3 separate regions of the Bos taurus genome follow, and regions 2 and 3 are each linked to region 1. The links are chromatin contacts, called in public Hi-C maps. All regions are on one chromosome and are shown on one strand. Each heading gives the region's core, a stretch centred on a gene start, on an enhancer-like site or on the middle of the called end of the contact. The rest is flanking DNA. Distances are from core to core; before and after follow the strand shown.

The links. Hi-C and Micro-C count contacts between places; a contact is called where the count stands out from the background.
Region 2: a contact with region 1 is called in a Hi-C map of liver, with 1.8 times the contacts expected there. The contact joins two enhancer-like sites. A contact is called at or near these places in 2 of 11 Hi-C or Micro-C datasets (liver and skeletal muscle).
Region 3: a Hi-C map of liver shows a contact between it and region 1, with 1.7 times the contacts expected there. The contact joins two enhancer-like sites. A contact is called at or near these places in 2 of 11 Hi-C or Micro-C datasets (liver and skeletal muscle).

The regions. Positions count from the first base shown.
Region 1 is chr7:53,865,361-53,870,112 of ARS-UCD2.0, forward strand. The region is part of intron 1 of ARHGAP26 (Rho GTPase activating protein 26); the gene reads left to right. Among named protein-coding and RNA genes, the nearest start is that of ARHGAP26, 56 kb to the left of the region's middle. Within about 2 kb of position 1,416, at least 28 of the 102 cell types and tissues checked have an H3K27ac peak or open chromatin away from gene starts, as enhancers often do. A contact at or near this core is called in liver, where this site is marked.
Region 2 is chr7:53,786,693-53,791,246 of ARS-UCD2.0, forward strand. No RefSeq gene overlaps it. Among named protein-coding and RNA genes, the nearest start is that of ARHGAP26, 23 kb to the right of the region's middle. Within about 2 kb of position 1,764, at least 2 of the 102 cell types and tissues checked have an H3K27ac peak or open chromatin away from gene starts, as enhancers often do. A contact at or near this core is called in liver, where this site is marked.
Region 3 is chr7:53,947,288-53,951,594 of ARS-UCD2.0, forward strand. ARHGAP26 (Rho GTPase activating protein 26) reads left to right here. Exons shown (of 23, transcript NM_001205522.1): 5 at 3,585-3,686. Among named protein-coding and RNA genes, the nearest start is that of ARHGAP26, 140 kb to the left of the region's middle. Within about 2 kb of position 1,509, at least 26 of the 102 cell types and tissues checked have an H3K27ac peak or open chromatin away from gene starts, as enhancers often do. A contact at or near this core is called in liver, where this site is marked.

The DNA of each region.
Region 1 (4,752 bases), core at 166-2,665:
TATGGGAGAATTCTGATATTTGTTGTGTATGTGCCCCTGGTTGCCATGGTGGCTCAGATGGTGGAGAATCCACCTGCAAGCCTGGTGTGCTGCAGTCCATGGGTTGCAAAGAGCTGGACACGACTTAGTGACTGAACAACAACAAAAACAGCGTGCCCTGCCTGCAGGTACACACGTGCATTTTTCTAGGTAGTGGAGTCCTTGGCTTCCTCTCTCCTCTCTGAGCCATCTGTAACCCTGAACAGATGCCTCACTGCAAGGGGAGTGTTCCCTGCTGAACCCTCCCTGCCTCTCCAGGTATAGTTTGTGGACCAGTAGCATCCATGGCATCTAGGAATTTGTTTACATATGCAGAATCTTGGGTACCTAGAATTGGAATTGGCAGTTTAACAAGAATCCCAGGTGATTTATAGGAACATGAAAATTTGAGAAGCACTGGCCGGGTAACCCTCTCCATCTGGTGAGTTAATTTCTAATGCCAGCTGTGTGCTGAGAGGAATGTTTATTAAAAAGCCATATTTCCTTAAAATCTTTTTTTAGGAAACAATGTTCCTTTATGCATAATATTTCTCATCTTTGTCCTTTGCTTATTGGTGCTCAGCTGATTGTAAATTGAGTTAGATCTAGATAAGGGGATTTTTGACCTGCATTGGTTAATTCATGTGAACTTTTATGTTGGCCATAATGTGGCATCTGACTCAGCCCTTTGAGGCCAATAAATCAGAGGTGATAAACTATTGATTTGCTGAACAAACTCCATTCCCCATTAGGAATTTCTTCAAAGAGTATCATTTTGGGCTTTAAAGAAATGATTGCATTGACTTTTCAGCTGGTCACGGTTATGCTTGCTCATTTTCTTCTAGAGTTGGCTCGTTCGTCATCTTTCCGTTGTACTTTTGGGTGGATTGTCAACAATAAGCCCGTTTAGTCTTACATTTGCCTAGAGAGTTGCCTGATGACTCATACTCACAGTTAATAAGTGCAGCCAGCTGGATGTCCATGCGTCTTTAGTCTTGTGATTCTACGTTTTCTGGTGACACACACCCTGGACTCTGTTCATCTCTGAAGGGGGAGGCGAGCTTCATTTCGGTGTGTATCCATCTGGCAGCTCCTCCAGTTCCTGCTGAACTTTAACCCACTGTTGAACATTTACTTTCTGTGGGTGTGTTGGCAAAAGCAGTGCTTGGTTGAATCTTAGTGTAGTTCCTGTGTAAGGAACAGATATCATATGGTATCTGATATGTGCATTTTTGACCAGTGTCACAAATAAAATTCTAAATTATGAAGAGGCGTTTGAACTGTTTTATTGTGTTTATGCTTTGTTTTACTCTGGAAACTTGGCCACCATATCAGTTATGTGCGCATCTCCCCATCAGACTGGAGTTGTTGAAGTTTGAGCCCCATGCTACTCACTGCTGTATCTCTAACCTCTGGCACCGTGCCTGGCACTTGCGGGAATAGTCAGTAAATATTTGCTAAATGAGCAAGTGGATTAACTACTTTTATTGCTCTAGTTCATGGGTGAGCCCCCATTTATGGAAATACTGATGATACTGACAAGAGCACCTGTCATTTATTGAGTATTCTTGCTGAGACAGGCCCTGCACTAAGCAATTCCAGTACCTTCTATCATATAATTCTCTCCACAACCTTACAAGGAGGGTGGTATCAGTATGTCCATTTTACAGCTGAGGGAACTTATAAAGTAATTTGGCCAGCATCACGTGGTTGGTGAAGATAGGACAGGGATGGGACCTTGGGCTGTATGACTTTGAAACTTGTGCTAAGTTGCTCACTTACTAAGTCGTGTCCAACTCTTTGCAACCCCATGGACTGTAGCACACCAGCCTTCCCTGTCCTTCACTATCTCTGGGAGTTTGCTCAAACTCATGTTCACTGAGTTGGTGATGCTATCCAACCATCTCGTCCTCTGTTGCACCCTTCTCCTCCTGCGTTCAATCTTTCCCAGCATCAAGGTCTTTTCCAGTGTGTTGGCTCTTACCATCAGATGGCCAAAGTATTGCAGCTTCAGCAATAGTCCTTCCTGTGAACATTCAGGGTTGATTTCTTTTAGGATTGACTGGTTGGAGCTCCTTGCTGTCCAAGGGACTCACAAGAGTCTTCTCCAGCACCACAACTTGAAAGCATCAGTTCTTTGGCACTCAGCCTTCTTTATTGTTCAACTCTCACATCTATACACAACTACTGGAAAAACCATTGCTTTGACCATCTGGACCTTTGTTGTCAAAGTGCTGTCTAGGTTTGTCATAGCTTTCCTTCCAAGGAGCAAGTGTCTCTGAAGTTCATGGCTGTAGTCACCATCCGCAGCAATTTTGGAGCCCAAGAAAACAAAATCTGTCCCTGCTTCCACTTTCCCCCTTCTATTTGCCATGAAATGGTAGAACTGGATGCCATAATCTTAGTTTTTTTAAATGTTGAGTTTTAAGTCAAATTTTTCACTCTCCTCTTGCACTTTCATCAAGAGGCTCTTGAGTTCCTGTCCATTTTCTGCTATTAGAATGGTATCATCTGCATATCTAAGATTGTTGATATTTGTCCTGGCAATCCTGATTCTGGCTTGTGACTCATCTAGCCTGGCATATCGCATGATAGACTCTGCATGTAAATTAAATAGACAGGGTGACCATATACAGCCCTCTTGTACTTGTTTCCCAATTTTGAACCAGTCAGTTGTTCCATGTCCAGTTCTAACGGTTGCTTCTTGACCCAAATATGGGTTTCTCAGGAGATAGGTAAAGTGGTTCGGTACTCCCATCTCTTTAAGAATTTTCCACAGTTTATTTTCATCCACACAGTCAAAGGCTTTAATAGCCAGTCAATGAAGAAGAAATAGATGTTTTTCTGTTATTCCATTGCTTTCTTCATGATCCAGCAGATGTTGGCAATTTGATCTTTGGTTCCTCTGCCTCTTTGAAACCCAGCTTGTACATCTGAAAGTTCTCTGTTCATGTACTGTTAAAGCCTAAGTTTGTACATGAGCATTTAACTTTTTAGGTAACGACACTGACCTGCAGAGAACGATGGGGTATGTGGGGCTGTGGCTTCTGCTTGGCTCCTTTAAAATGGTAAACAGTTACAGACAGAAAATGTTGGCTGCGCAGGTGCTTGGTGGAAGTCCTCACTTGGCATGCTACTTACCTTCTTCCCTGCGGAAGTAAAGCTTCAGACTGGTCAGTGCGGCCCCTGTTCTCTCACTGTCCACCCTGAAACCTGGTTGGAGGGCCTCTGTGACCTTAGACACTGCTCTCTTTGTTTTTGGAATCCATCGTGTCACCCTGCCATTAACCTAGTGTTAGTGGCAAACCAATCTTAAAGCACTGGTCGGAAGCAATATTGTGATTTTTTGTTTTAAGCCTTCTTAAGACATAGGATTGAGAATCTAGTTTGAAACATTTTTTTAAGATTAACCTAAAAATCTATGCTCTGCTGTCTTTTAACGTGAATGTCATAATGTGCATGTTGACAAGTATTTGACGGCGGTAATTGCTTGTGACAGCTTATAGCTTGCTGATGGTTATTTAAAGGCAGTCTGTCCTTAGATTAACTTCCCCCTTCACTGCAGGGAGCAAAGCGATTTGTCCTTTTGTAAGGTCTGTCATGGCACATTTGTCACTGTTAAAAAGTGGGCATCTTATTTGTCACCCTAAAAAGATCTTTTCTTTCAGTGGTTATAGATAAACAGCCAACACAATGAGTGAGTATTGTGAATAGTTTGTGGACCATTTCCCTTATTTTCCTGTGGTCCTGGGCTGAGTATGACTCATACATTTTGGAACAAGCTCTACAGTTAGTTTCACATCACATTTTTTGGTTGGCTGGTTGCAGAACTCTATAGGTTTGTGTGTGTGTGTGTGTGTGTGTGTGTGTGTTTGTGTGTGTGATTGCAGTTTCCTCTCACTGTGTCTTAGGTGTGTCCTGGATGTTCCTGCCTTCCAGGTTTCTGGGAGTATGTGTTGGTGCTTCTAAAGCAGAGCTCTGTCTGTCTGTTAGTCCTGCCTTAGGCTAAATAGAAATTTAAAAATCCCCAGGGAGTTAGGAATGGAGCAGGAGGCCTAGTCTCTGAGGGTCACCTAGTACTAAACACCTCACCTGGGCTCTCTTTGGCAGGACAGAGCTGGAGAGTGTGTGGGCCCTGAGCCCCTGGCCTCTGCCGTTTACCTGTCGTCCTGCAGGGTTGCGGTCCTAGCATCAGCAGCTGTATAATCTCCAGGGTGGGTGTCCTGGCAAGAGAGCCAGACAGGTGATTTGTTAAATTAGTACCTATGTGCAGCTTCTAGCCTCTGGTGCCAGGCAGCACGGAGCTTGGCAGGATTAAAAGCAGGCTGATTATACAGCCAGCAAAGGTGGGAGGTGAGACTGCTGGCTGTCACCATGCTTAACCGTTGAGACACCCACAGAAAATGGTCCCAGCAGCTCTGTCTCTGTGGGATTTCAGAGCATATGATAAATGAGAGATCCAAGCACAAAGTTCTGACTAGAAAAGAATTTCCTAGGAGGTCTTGCTAATGGGACAGGGCATCAGGAGTGCCACAGTAAGGGCTAGGCTTTATGTATAGGAACAGTGTTTTAGGAGTTAGGGACTGTGCTTAGTCACTCAGTCATGTCCAACTCCTGCAACCCCGTGGAATATAGCCCTCCAGGCTCCTCTGTCCATGGGGATTCTCCAGGCAAGAATACTGGAGTGGGTTGCCATGCCCTTCTCCAGGGGATCTTCTCAACACAGGGATGAAA
Region 2 (4,554 bases), core at 514-3,013, 78 kb before region 1:
ACCTCTGGATCACCAGGGATGTCCCATGGCTTGAAATTTAAGTTCAGCTGACACCTTCAGCCAGAACATGTCCATGTGGACTCTCCAGCATGGCCATCCAAGGCAGTCAGGCTTTTCACAAGAAGCACAGGGCTCTCAAAGTGCTGTAAGAGGCAGAAAGCAGAAGATTCCAGTCTCTTTAGGCCCAAGACTGGACTGGCACAGAATCGTTTCTATCATGTACTATGGATCAAAGCAGGCACAAAACCCACCCAACCCAAAAAGAGATGACATAGATTCTATCGCTTGAGGGGAAAAGTCCTGAACGTCACATAAATCAACTGGAAACAGGTTTTCTGTTATTTACAGTCAAAGGGGTCAGAAATAATTAAAGAAATTCAAGGTTCTTTCAAGCCTGGGAAGATATTTCTTCCTGTTCCTACAATATAGAGGTCAGTAAACTTTTTTGTTAAGAGCCAGATAGTAAATATTTTAAGTTTTACCGGTCACACAATCTCTTTTGCAACTATTTGGCTTTGCCAATGACACATGAAACCAGCCATGGGAAATATTTAAACAACTGATATGTGTTCCAAAAATTTTTATCTATGATCACAAAAATTTGAATTTCATATAATTTTCATGCATCATGAAACATTTTTTCCCAGCTATTTAAAAATGTAAAAGCAATTCTTAGCTTTTGGAGTGTACAAATAAAGAAGGCAGGGCAGATTTGATCCCCAGACCACATTTTACCTACCCCAGCTGTAATGTAGCAAGCTTGCTCCAGGCTCAGGGCCTTTGCATGTGCTGAATTTCTGTCTGGAATACTCCTCTCCAAGGTCTTCATGTGATTTGTACCTTCACTTCATTTAGGTTTTAACTCAGATATTACTGCCTCAGAACAGCCTTCTCTGATCACTCTATCTGAAATAGTTCCCTAACTATTTATATTAGCCCTTTATATTTTCTTGATAGCACTTCTCACTGTCTGATAGGCATCAGATAGCACTGTCTGATGTTTTGTTCCTTTATGTCATATGTTTATTTGCTGCCTCTTTTTGACCTTCAGCAGAGTAGGAGTTAAATGAAGCCTGTCCTGTTCTCTTTTGTATACACCTTACCTAGTACAGTGCCTGGCACATAATGGATACTCAGTAAATGTTCATTGAATTTGTATCGAATGGTTACAGTGCAGTTCTCTGGGGCTTGACAAGAACATAGAAGCCTACTGAATTCATATGTACTGAATGAGAGAAAGATAATTAAAGCAGAAGGAGATCACCTTATCATCTGCTCTCAGAGAAGCATTGGTCCCTCTGTTATTCCCTGTGTTTCAAGAAAATGCCAAAGGAAAAACTCTTATCCTCTTGTATAATTCTGAAATAAATTGTTTTCCTTTCCTGGCAGGTGTTTCCAAATAGATACCTTGCCTGTTTAGAGGAAGGAAAAAAGGAAACCAAACCACCTTATTTGAGGACAGAGAGTGTCATCTTGGTAGTTGTGAAATAGTGTTTGGAAGCTAGATTCTTCTAGACTACTAAGGTAAGATTTCCCAGAAATTCCTAAGATCCCTGAAGGAAAATGGCAAAGGTCTTTGACGTCACGACAACAATCGAGATGACAGAGTTGGGAATAACATCAGGGTAAACTTGTCATCTGGAGAGAGAAGGAAAAAGCAGTAGGTGTAACATTTGGGATAAGAAGATTTGAGCTTGAACACAGTGTACCGGGTGGTGTTGGGTGGTGGCCAGAGCCCAGTGGCCTTTGCAAGCCTGGGGACAGAAGTGGCTTCCATCCAGTCCTGCCTTTACTTATTAAAACAAACAATTGCCACAGTAGAAAGAGCCTGCTGTAGGTGAATACAAAAAACAGGAAGTATCCATGGGAAGCAGTGAGGGCTCCAATCTAGTGGATCTTAGGACTTTCCGAGTTCAATGAGTTCAGGTGATGAATAGAGCTTTAGGACACAAAGTAGAAATGGAGTGAGGCTGATACAGAAGGTGACAAGAGGCTGATCTGAGAATGCTGAACACAGTGTGGGCTGTGTTCATAGGATGACTTGCCAAAGGAAGTAACTTTGGCTTTAGACAGTTGACTCCATTTTCAGGGGATGAAGTAGAAAGAAGAGAGATGTAGACTTTTTGGTTTCAAATGGTGGGAAAGCTAAAAAAATGTTGCCAGAGTTTAAAAAGGGAATTTATTGATTCACGTAATTGATAAGTATGGCCTTAGGTATGCCCAGATCTAGGATTTCAAACATCTTGGATGTTTTTAAAAGATCATTTATTTTTGGCTGCACCGGGTCTCTGTTGCTGCACAAGGGCTTTCTATACTTGGAGTGAGCGAGGGCTACTCTTTGCTGTAGTGTGCAGGCTTTTCATGGCGGTGGCTTCTCTTATTGCAGAGCATGGGCTCTAGGCGTGCAGGCTGGAGTAGTTGCAGTGCATGGGCCTAGTTGCCCTATGGCATGTGGAATCTTCCTGGAATAGGAATCAAACCCATGTTCCCTGCATTGGCAGGTAAATTCTTAACCATTGGACCACCACCAATAATGTCTTTAGTAACTTTTGGTCTTTCTTCACCTCTCAATTCCTCTTTTCTCTGTATTGGCCCTCCCCATGATCAGCTCCTACTATATACCCATCCAGCTTTAAGTTCAGTAAAGAGTTTATTTGGCCTAATTGCTCTAGCAAGTCCAAGGATCCTATCTCATTGCTTTTGATTGGTCATGTGCCCATCCTTTGAACCCAGGGATTGCAATGTTTTATTGATCAACTCTGGGTCACATTCCCTCTCCTTGAAGTTTGGTGCAGTCAGCTCCAACCAGATTACTTGGACTAGATATGAGGAAGAAGTGGGTTTCCTAAGAAAAACTGAGATACCATCATCATAACTCAGTATGGATGCTGGGTAGGCAAAACAGAATAAAATGAAAATAAAAACCAGATGACAGACGTCTACAACCAATAATCCACACACTCACATAAAATTGAATTGGAAGCTACCATCTATCATCAGCTCATGAATATATTATTAACTAAATGCTATCAGCAGGTCTTAGATATTCAGTTGTTCTCATACTGACAGAATTTTATCCTCTGGTTTAAATCAACATTAGGGAGTTAGACAAAAAAGATCTTCATGACCCACATAATCACGATGGTGTGATCACTCACCTAGAGCCAGACATCCTGGAGTGTGAAGTCGAGCATTTCTTAGGAAGCATCACTACAAACAAAGCTGGTGGAGGTGATGGAATTCCAGTTGAGCTATTTCAAATCCTAAAAGATGATGCTGTGAAAGTGCTGCACTCAATATGCCAGCACATTTGGAAAACTCAGCAGTAGCCACAGGACTGGAAAAGGTCAGTTTTCATTCCAATCTCAAAGAAAGGCAATGCCAAAGAATGCTCAAACTACTGCACAATTGCACTCATCTCACACGCTAGTAAAGTAATGCTTAAAATTCTCCAAGCTAGGCATCAGCAATATGTGAACTGTGAACTTCCAGGTGTTCAAGCTGGATTTAGAAAAGGCAGAGGAACCAGAGATCAGATTGCCAACATCCGCTGGATCATGGAAAAAGCAAAAGAGTTCCAGAAAAACATCTATTTCTGCTTTATTGGCTATGCCAAAGCCTTTGACTGTGCGGATCACAACAAACTGTAGAAAATTCTTAAAGAGATGGGAATACCAGACCGCCTGACCTGCTTCTTGAGAAATCTGTATGCAGGTCAGGAAGCAACTGTTAGAACTGGACATGGAGCAACAGACTGGTTCCAAATTGGGAAAGGAGTACATCAAGGCTGTATATTGTCACCCTGCTTATTTAACTTCTGTGCAGAATACATCATGAGAAATGCTGGGCTGGAAGAAGCACAAGCTGGAATCAAGATTGCCGGGAGAAATATCAATAACCTCAGGTATGCAGATGACATCACCCTTATGGCAGAAAGTGAAAAAGAACTAAAGAGCCTCTTGATGAAAGTGAATGAGGAGAGTGAAAAAGTTGGCTTAAAGCTCAACATTCAGAAAACGAAGATCATGGCATCTGGTCCCATCACTTCATGGGAACTAGATGGGGAAACAGTGGTAACAGTGTCAGACTTTATTTTTTTGGGCTCCCAAATCACTGCAGATGGTGATTGCAGCCATGAAATTAAAAGACGCTTGCTCCTTGGAAGGAAAGTTCTGACCAACCTAGATAGCATATTCAAAAGCAGAGACATTACTTTGCCTACAAAGGTCCGTCTAGTCAAAGCTATGGTTTTTCCAGTAGTCATGTATGGGTGTGAGAGTTGGACTATAAAGAAAGCTGAGTGCAGAAGAATTGATGGTTTTGAACTGTGGTGTTGGAGAAGACTCTTGAGAGTCCCTTGGACTGCAAGGAGATCCAACCAGTCCATCCTAAAGGAAATCAGTCCTGAATATTCATTGGAAGGACTGATGCTGAAGCTGAAATTCCAATACTTTGGCCACTTGATGTGAAGAACTGACTCATTTGAAAAGACCGTGATGCTGGGAAAGATTGAAGGCAGGAGGAGAAGGGGACAACAGAGGATGAGATGGTTGG
Region 3 (4,307 bases), core at 259-2,758, 82 kb after region 1:
TTTTTTTTCAATATACCTGTTCCTCATCCCCACCTCCACACTGTACCTGTATATCACAGAATTATGTACATTTGCAAGAACACAAAGAAACAACAATCCCTCTACTAGGCCACTGAGGGAGCAAATTCAGGAATACCTCAGAGCCAGCAAGTTCTCTGTAGTGGCCAAGTGGAAGTTTCCAAACTCTGCCCGTGTGATGCTAAAATTACCCATCCTCCTCCCTACTCTGGTGCCAGTTCAGTTGCTATAACAACCTGTTGCTACTTGAAGAAGCAGAAGTTAGAGTGCTAGGGGTGGTGGCAGGGAGTGAAGGCTATGAATGAGGAGCAATCTTGTGCTGATATGGCTGCTTTGGGGTAGGGAAGATCCTATGGGCTTGGCTTAGCCCTGGCCTTACTTTTAGATACCTGAGTTTGGGGGAGATGATTTTTCTTACAGCCAAAGCTGTGTTCTCTAGTGAAGCTACAATAGATGTAAGAGAGGGGGCTTCAGAGTGGGGCTGCTTGAGTCCAAATCCCATTTGTGCTGTTCACATATAAACATGGGGTGGTTACTGACCTTCTTTTTCCTAAACTGAGAAATGGGGATCATGATAGTGCTCACCTTACAGAGTTATTATGAGGAAGAAATCAGTGAACCCCTATGAAGTGCTCAGAATGCTGTCATAAGGTCATTTGGTATTAGCTGTTCTGTTGCATATACACAGTTCATTCATAAGATACAATGAAAGCCTGCTGCATGCCTGGCACTGTGTTCCACATTCCTGTTTGGTGGAGAATGAATGCAGATGTAGTTGCCTTGCCTGTGGCATGCAGGGAGAAAGGCCCGGTACAGAATGGTGTAAATAAGCATATGATCTCGCACATTGTGGTGGGTGCTGTGAAGGGTTTCCTTCCTGGGATGTGGGATGTGGAAAGCGAGTGGTGTTTTGATAGAAGGAGGTAGGTTTAGGTGCCGGACCTCATCATCACTGCCGCTACCCTGGCTGCCACCACCATCAGCAGCACGGAATTCTATCGAGCAGTTTCCAGGTGCTCTGCCAAGCACTGGACATGGCTTATCTCATTTAGTCCTGACAGTCCTACTATGGGGTGGGTGTTCTTAAGGCTTTTTTTGTTAGTCTCTGAGCTGAAAGGGAAAACTGGAGGCATTATCTGGTCTAGTCATCCTGAATTTATAGATCAGGGAATTGAGTCCTGGAGGGACAGTGGTTTGTAGGGAGTTAGGAATCATTACCAGAACCCTAACTCTGTCTTGGATCCATTTTGCCAACTACTGTGTACCCTCTGGAAGTCAGTGAATATCGCCTTGGTACCTGAGTGGCTGAGTCTTACTACCTTCCTGTCTAAAGAACATTATCTCAATCTAAGTGGAGTTATGCCCCCAGAGATCTTGTTGCTGTTTTCTCAGGACAGGAACTGCTTCCTGTTCCCTTAAGCTCTGGCTGTCCTCTTGAGCATGGAATGTGGAGGCTCAAGTTGCCAGAAAGTCACAGAATGTCAATGACTCATGTTCCCAGGCCTCTTCTCACCTCTGGTCAGCTGGACTGTGCTGGCACAGGGTTCCCTTTTGGGGGTTGCTGACAAGGCTGGTGAAAGGGTGGTGTGAGTATTAAGTAGAGTTGGAACCGCAGCTCCAAGTCACTAGATTTCTGTGAAGGAAAAGCATTGAGTCAAGTGTCTTGCCTGTACCTTTCCTTGTTTGAAGGATTAATGTGTCCTCTGGCTTTGTCTCCACTTGCTTCTACATGTTTTTTCATGTATGTAAGACTTTCAAACAAAATTCAGATTTGTAGAAATGGATACATGCCAGCTCAAATGGGTAAATGATGATTCTGCCCATTTTGTGAGGCTTAGAGTCTTGGTGTTGACCAGATAAATGGTGTTCTGATGCCACGGGTGCTTGTCAGCGCTTCAGGTGATGGTTTCTTGGTGTCTCCGTCACGCTTAGGCTCTGGGTGTTCTGCCATCTGCATTTGTCAGTCCCCTCCTGCTCACTAGGAGCAGATCTTTGATCACACTTCCCCTCCCCAGGGAGGCCTCCCCAGAACACTGTCTGCAAGAATCTCTGGGACTGCACCCTGTTTCCTCACGGACCTGCGGCAGTCTGAAATAATGCTGTTTGTTTCCTGGTTAACTGTGTTTCTCCTTCTGCTTGAACACCCCCACCATGAGGGTGGGGCTGTTTCTGCCTTATATTTCCAGTGCCTGAAGGATCCTTACACAGAGTGTTTGGACATTACATCATCATTAAATGAAGAGGGGTTTCAGCTTCCTTATCTGGCCACAGATTTTTTTCTCCTCTTTTCAGCCTTGGAGTTGCAGAAAAGTATCTCCTGTGGAATCCCCAAAAGTCAAAAGCAGGAGTGATGCACCCAGTTAGTGCATTTGATCCTGTTTATCAGGCCATGGTGGAGCTTCCTCCAGCCCCCTGGCCAGCCATCCCCACTGAAATGTGGAGGGAAGAGAAACCACCTATGACAGTAAGTCCAGGTGTGGGCTTAGAAGCAGCTTGTTTTGGGCTCAGACTCCAGCTCTGTCACTCTCTGGAACTTTTTACAGAAGTTAACCTCCTGTATCTAAGTTTTCTTATCTGTAAAATAGGGAATAGAAACTCAGTGACTTTGGGAGAGCAGGGATTATTACTTGTAATACAATGTTTACATATATATTTTTTATTTTGAAAGCAACCATATAGGATAATAGACATCTCCCTAATGGAGGAAAACATGACTCATTATCCCATTTCCTATCTCAAGTATTTTCACTGAAGTATCTTCCCACCTAATGTTTGTGTGCAGGTAGACACATTCTTTGTAGGATGCAACAAGTTTGTATCATGCTGTCACTACTTTTCATTACATTGTGAGCATCCCTCCATATGACTAGCTAGCCTTCTAAGTTATGTTTATTGAGTGCCTCATATTTTAATTATCCCAAATTCTATTCTTAGGCAGCAATGTTACTGTTGCTTTTTTTTGTTATTATAAATGCTGCTGCAGTGAACACATCTGGAAAGATAACATCTTCTTTGTTTTGAATTATTCCTTACCTTGAAGATCCCTATGTGTTATTATTGCATCAAGGATGTTTAGGTCTCCAAATTAAACAGTGCTTTTTGAACATGGTTAACGCTTGATCTACCATTAGTTCAGACTTGTCCCCTTTAAGGTGTATGTAGACCTTCCTGTTCAGGGATTAGCTTTACAGATAACTTTTCTTCTTCCTTTGGCTTTGAACATCCTTGTGAGTTATAAACTAGAGATTTCTATCTTACAACTGAAGCTTTTAGAAGGCGGAGTCCTGACTCTGCCACTGTGAAATACTGGCATTGCCTCGTTTGTGGTATTGTAGTGGCTCCTCTATGGTAGACCCCCAAAACGGTCAGTATATTGATGTGTGGTTGTTTGGTTTCATGGGCATTATTGGAAGAGTAGGATCTGGGTGGTCTGCCACATTTCTGGGTCTAAGGGAATGATGAACCCGTGAAGATGAACAGAAGGAGTCTGACCCGGGTTGCTTTCATTCCTGGAACATCTTATTTTTCTTTTTTCTTTCTCTTTTCCTCTTTTTTTTTTTTGCCAGGAGGCCAAAAAGAAGTATGACAAGGAGACAGAGAAGTATTGTGGCATCTTAGAAAAACACTTGAATTTGTCTTCCAAGAAGAAAGAGTCTCAGCTTCAGGAGGTAAGAGACTTTACTAGTGTCCTGAATAAAGTGTTTTAATGTTTCCATGGTACTATGGATATGTGCTGGTTACTCTTTGCGGGAACATCCTAGGGTTGCAAGGGACCTCAGAAGCCAGGAGCTTCCTTCTGATGCCTCCTTCCATGCTTGCTGCCCACATGGCCTTTGTCCCTTCTCAAGCTGCAGTTCACACTGTGTGCTGTCCATCCTGCCCATGGCAAGGAACATGCAGCTGGTCAAGATCACCCTAATCACTAGACTGTGCTTCCTCCTTTCAAACTGAGATCTGTTTTCCTGTTTCTCTCACCCTTGACTTTGATTCTGTATGCCCTTACCTTGCCTTTTGACTTTCTCCTTACATCACTGATTTGTAATGTTAGTATCTGAAACCCTTTCTTTGGTCATCCTTCCTTAATGTGAAATGGAAAAAAAAAAAAAAAAATCCAACCACTACTTGACATTAGTCTTTTTTTTTTTTTTTTAAGCAGTATTTTATTGTCTCTCATATATTTTGTGCAGAGGTTACCTTGTTTCAGAAAAGTAAATTCTTTGATCTGCCCCTGTTTGTTTGTTTTTGCATAATGGCAGCCCACTCCAGTACTCTTGCCTGGGAAATCCCAT